Regions from separate parts of the Rattus norvegicus genome. Here region 2 is linked to region 1. Evidence: chromatin contacts called from public Hi-C data. All regions are on one chromosome and are shown on one strand. The core of a region is the stretch at or near the end of the contact, and the rest is flanking DNA. Distances in the headings are between cores, read along the strand shown. Region 1 holds the start of Mybl1 (MYB proto-oncogene like 1). Region 2 overlaps Adhfe1 (alcohol dehydrogenase, iron containing, 1).

The links. Hi-C and Micro-C count contacts between places; a contact is called where the count stands out from the background.
Region 2: a Hi-C map of liver shows a contact between it and region 1, with 4 times the contacts expected there. The contact joins the enhancer-like site here to the promoter of Mybl1 in region 1. A contact is called at or near these places in 12 of 12 Hi-C or Micro-C datasets (the A7r5 cell line, the Rat2 cell line, Schwann cells and 7 more) and 1 of 1 datasets of contacts at active chromatin or transcription factors (oligodendrocytes).

Annotation. Positions count from the first base shown.
Region 1 is chr5:14,364,424-14,367,070 of GRCr8, forward strand. Mybl1 (MYB proto-oncogene like 1) reads left to right here and starts at 1,345. Exons shown (of 16, transcript NM_001106632.1): 1 at 1,345-1,721. The coding sequence starts at 1,702.
Region 2 is chr5:14,491,067-14,493,713 of GRCr8, forward strand. The region is part of intron 13 of Adhfe1 (alcohol dehydrogenase, iron containing, 1); the gene reads right to left. Among named protein-coding and RNA genes, the nearest start is that of Adhfe1, 23 kb to the right of the region's middle. Within about 2 kb of position 1,330, at least 11 of the 93 cell types and tissues checked have an H3K27ac peak or open chromatin away from gene starts, as enhancers often do. A contact at or near this core is called in liver, where this site is marked.

The sequences.
Region 1 (2,647 bases), core at 95-2,594:
GCATTCTATCATCTAGCCCTGGGGAAGCTGAGGTAGATCATGAAGTAAGTCCAGTGAGTTCGAGGTCAGACTGGGGTAACATAACAACACCTGTCTCAAAATATTAATATCTAAATTAGTCTCTCTGTAGAAGTTACTATGGAACCCAGAAAATAATTTAGAAGCGCTTTTCCTTCCCAAAATCTATCTTGAGAAAAAGGAAGTTCTTTTAAAAAAGAGAGCGTGTGTCTACCTGATTGTAACGAATTGCAAGCTCATCTTGATTTGTATCTGCACCTGTATCTGTCTCTGATTTGCAAAAGACGATGCGTACAGTTTCAAAATAGCAAAAATGTCAGTTTGTTATAATATTAATCTGTGGTTCAGCATTCTATGCAGTAGAGCATGGTGCCTTGCAAATTTGGGCTCCTCGTCGTGTCTAATCATTACTGTAGTTAATAATCTCCTTGCTTGCTTCTTTAACCGTGTAATTCCAATTGTTAAGAGAAGTTGCAACTGTAAGAAGCTCCTTCCCCTACGCAAGATTCCAGTTATCCCAGCATTGAGGCGCACCTCCCCGACTCTGGGCTCCTCCGCCACGCAGAGCATCCCGCCCCCTTTGTAGATGGAGTACGAGGTTGAGCTTCTTGAGCACTACCAACCCATTCCCGTTCCACGCAAGCCTCTAGATAACAACGTCACCCTTGTCACACTGTTATTCATCTTTGGGGAAAACAAGGGACTTGGCCAATTTCCTTGTCATTTCTGCGTAGAACTAACTCACACATGCTTAAAAAAATAACGGCCTTGGCTAGAAGGTTAAGTAGAAGACCGCGCCCCTAAGTGGCGAGGCTCACGGCGCGCGAACCAGCACCCGCGAGGTCTTCCCCTGCCCAGAACCCGGACTGTCCCCGCCCCAGAGGCACGCTCCACACTCCTCCCGAGGTGGCAGCGGCTGGGTCGGCCCGGCTCTTCTTCCGGCTCACTCCCCGGAGCGCAGAAACTCGCCTTCCCAGCAACCTCCGCGCGCCCCACTGCCGTGCGGCTGGCTCACACAGCGTTCCGGGTCCTGTCACCTCGGCCCGTGAACCGGCCTCGCGCCTTCGCCTCCCCACCCCCTGGCTCCGCGGCGCTCCCGGACTCCCGCGAGTTCCAGTCCTGGCTTCTAGCCCCGCCGACCCCGCCCTCCGCCGCGCGCGCGCTCGCCGCCCCGCCCCCGCCCCCCTGCGCGCGGCCGCCCCAGCCAATGAGGTTCGGGGCCGCGTGCGCAGATTCAAACGGCGGCTCTTGAGGGAGGCTGGGCGCGAGATTCGGCGGTGCGGACAAAACCCTGCAGGAGGCTGCGAGTGCTGCAGAGCTGCTCGCTGCGGGGAGAGGGCGGGGGTCGGCGCCCGTGACGGAGCCGCGCAGGGCCGGCAGCTCCAAGGCGGAGGCGGAGGCGGCGGGAGGGGCGGGCGGAGGGCGGGAGCACGGCTCCTGACATGTCCAGGGCATCCCTGGCCGGGCCGGGCCGCGGCTAGGAGCAGCGGGTCTTGGTCCGCCCCTCTGTCCCTCAGTCCCGCCTGGCCCTGACCTGTCGGGGCCTGCGTTCCGCTCTCTCGGCCACCTGAGGGAAGGAGCGGGGTAAGCGGCGGGTGGGTCTCGGAGAGGGCGCACTCGCCCCAGGCTGGAGGAGGCTGACCCGCGTCCCCGCCCAGCCCGCGCCTATGCGGTACTTGAAGGATGGCGAAGAGGTCGCGCAGGTGGGTGCCATCCCCTCGGCCCCGGCCTAGCGGCCCTGTCTCGGCTCTTGCTCTCTGTCCTTTCCTGCTGGTCCCCATTCAGGCCCTCTCGGGCCTGGGCATAGGTTTTTCTATTCGGTGTCCCACACCCGATTCGGCCGCGCTGGCCGGAGCGCATCCATCATTATTAGACTCCATCATTATTAGACTGCTGTATGGAGGACTCTAACAAATGCTCAGGTTGCTGCTTTGACGGACTCTCCCACAGCTCACGCCCAGACTCCTAACTTCTCACAGCCACTTACAGGGAGGTTTCTTGCCAAGTAAGTTTGTGCACTGCCAGGGGATATGCCACGCCAGGGGAAGTAGTTGTGTTTGCCTGGATGATTTGAAGTGGGGTTTTCTCCTCTGACTTACGGTGCCAAATCAAAATCCTCCTTTGGATCTCCATGACAAACAAACCTGGGCGGACATTTCTGTGAAATCTTGAGAAGGGAACCTGTTAAATCTCCCATGTACACACTGCTGTTCTGAGATTTTTTCCCCCTTATTATCTTATGAGGACATTGTTACGTTGTTACCATCGAGTAAACTTGATCCTAAACCAATGTGTTTGAGTTACTTTGTATCTCAAGTATTCATGTTTGATTCTGATTGTATCTGTGTTGTATTAAGTAGGACACAATGTTATTGTTGTTGTTGAAAGATTTGCTTTTGTTGAAAGATGTGTATGCACCTAACTTTTATTTTATGCTATTCTAATAGCTACTCCTAAATTGTGTAGCATAATCGGATGACAAAAATCTACTGTCTGGATTTTCAGTTTTCTCAGTAATAAGGAAACCTGAAAAGCATTTGGCAGAATTTCCAAATACTTTCATTTATCTAGAAACATAGCCTCAAAATCTTAAGAGTTTTATTTCCTGAGCTGAAATTTAGTACTGGGA
Region 2 (2,647 bases), core at 80-2,579, 130 kb after region 1:
TCGTCCCCACAGGATTTCACTCCATCTCCTCAGGTTTCCCATCCCACCAGTGATCACATTTGAACTTATGTCTCACTTGCAGACGCCTGTTGCCTGCCTCTCCTCAGAAGGAAGTCAAGCTCCAGGCGTAAGCCCCAAAAGCCCTGAAGGAACATGCAAACAGTATATGTGATAATGCCTGAAATATACAGATCATTCTTAGAGCACCACGGCAAAATACCAAATGATCAACCCAGAAATCAGCAAAAGACTTGAAAAAAATTTCTCTCAAGAAAAATACATGAATGGCCAATAAGCACAGGACAAGATGGTTGGTATTTTTAGCTTTTGGGGTGTGTGTGTGTGTGTGTGTGTGTGTGTGTGTGTGTGCAAATTTAATCTATCCCACACCACTGGGATGGCCATTATAAAATAATGGAAACTAACAATTGTTGGAGAAAATAAGGGGGTTGGAGAACTGGAATCCTTCATGTTGTTACTAGAATGGTGTGGGCACCATGGAAAAGTTTGCCAGTGCATTAGGAAGTGAAAAACTGGGCCGAGATTGGTAGTACATGCTGGAAATCCCATCACCTGAGGAGTCAAAGTTGGGATCATCAAGGCAAGCCTGGGCTACATCAAGGCAAGCCTGGGCTACAAAGTGAGATCCTGTCTCAAACAAAGCCAAACAAATAAAATGATTACCATGCGAATTAACTGCTCTACTCATACTTCCTCCAAGAAACAGAAGGGGCACAAGCACGTGTGTGTACACCAGTGTCCAGAAGAGTCAGAGGTGGAAACAACCCGCATGTCTTCTAACACATGCATGAAATGGGTAAACAAAATGTGGTCTGTTCACACAGAGAAATGTAACTTATCCTCAGACAGGACCAGGGCTGACACATGCTACGAACTGGTCAGCACATTAAGAGAAAATAAGCCGGTCCCAGAGCCCTGGACATGGAGCGCCCAGCCTAGGCACTTCCAGAGGGCTTAAGTCACTACAGGCTGTGAGAGAGACAACAGGGCAGGCGTTGTTTGGTGGACACAGAGCTAGCTCGGATACTAAACAAAAAGTTACCCATGCATGTGGGTAACGGTTAGTGTATAGTGCCATGCATTTGTCAAGTAGCATCGTAATGTACACATGAACGTTATTAAAATGACAAATTAACATGACTTTACTACAATTAGAAAATAAAAATGAGAGAGAGTGGGAGGAAATAACGAGTAGGAGTCCTCTGATGAGCTCAGAGCCTTTGACCATGATCTGTTCATCTTTGGAGAGGCAACCAGTCCTGGACTCTCGGGAGCAGCTAAGCCCACGCTTTTCCTACCTGTCCTTTTGACATTTCCAACCTCAGTGATTGGGCAAACACAGACGGGGACAAAGTATCTGATCCCACACTGTATAAAAGCCAAACGATTTCAGAATGAAGATGTGTTGGGCAATGTGCTATTTATTATTTACGGTTGGGAAGACCAGAGAACAACTGATTAATATGGGCACTGAAATAAATACTTCTACTTTTAGCACATTCATAAAATAACACTATTTCAAGCTGGTCCGTCTACCAAGCGTGGGAGTGTTCACTTGGGCAGACAGCTCTCCCTGGTGATGAAATGTTTTGATTTGAAATGTAAAATGGTTCTTTCCAGAGGTTTCAGAAATCCAGCTCTGAAGGTGAGTTTGTTCTTGCCCACTCCCTTTGCAGCTGGGCCTTGAGTGGAAGCCTCTGTGAGCAGGGCTGCCATTGTCTGCCACTAGGGTAGGCTGTGGTGTTTGGTTTGCCTGCTGGTCCTTCTAGAGAAAGCCAACCCCTGACTTCTGAGTATAAAAGAGCCTTTATCAGAGAAGAACTGTATAGGACTAGCTTTCTGCCAAGGCTTTTTGCAGGGACCAGTATATCCGAATCCTATTACATTAAACCTGGTAGTTATTAATGAGTGAAGATTGGCCCACCGTACGTGTAAATTCGGAGGTTGTCATGGCATCTCCGTAAAGTGTTTGTTGCTGCCAAAAACCAAACCAAACCAAAATCAAAACCAAACCTCCCAGACCAGTTTTTCATCTGCAGGTTATATCTGTTCTACTGAGGGCTCTCTGTTGCTGTGACAAGACACAGACTAAAACCCACCCTGGGGATGAAAGGCTAATTTCACTGTGACAGTTCTCCAGGTCACAGTCTAACACCAAGGGAAGTCAGGGCAGGAGCTCAAGGCAGGACACTGGAGGCAGGATCTGAAGCAGGGGCCATGGAGGCACTGCTTACTGGTCTGCTATCACACTGCCAAAACCAGTACCTTGGAGAAGACTCTTACCATAACCAAGTTTGGTTACCAGCCTGAGATGTAGCCTTTGTCCCCTCTAGACCACAGCTTCTGTGTAGTAGCCCTCAGGAAATACTCCCCAGAAACTCTGATGGTGATGTTGGTCTCTGATTAAGCACAGTTGATTTTTCAGCCCCAGCTAGCCAGAATCCATTATCTCAGTAAAGTCAAGGTTCACTTCAATGCTGCTGGTCTATTGTTAATCACCGCTGATCATTCAATCCCAGCTGACCAGAAACCGGAGTCTGAATTTGAAATATCAACCAGGGGCTGGAGAGATGGCTCAGTGGTTAAGAGCACTTCCAGAGGTCCAGAGTTCAATTCCCAGCAAGCA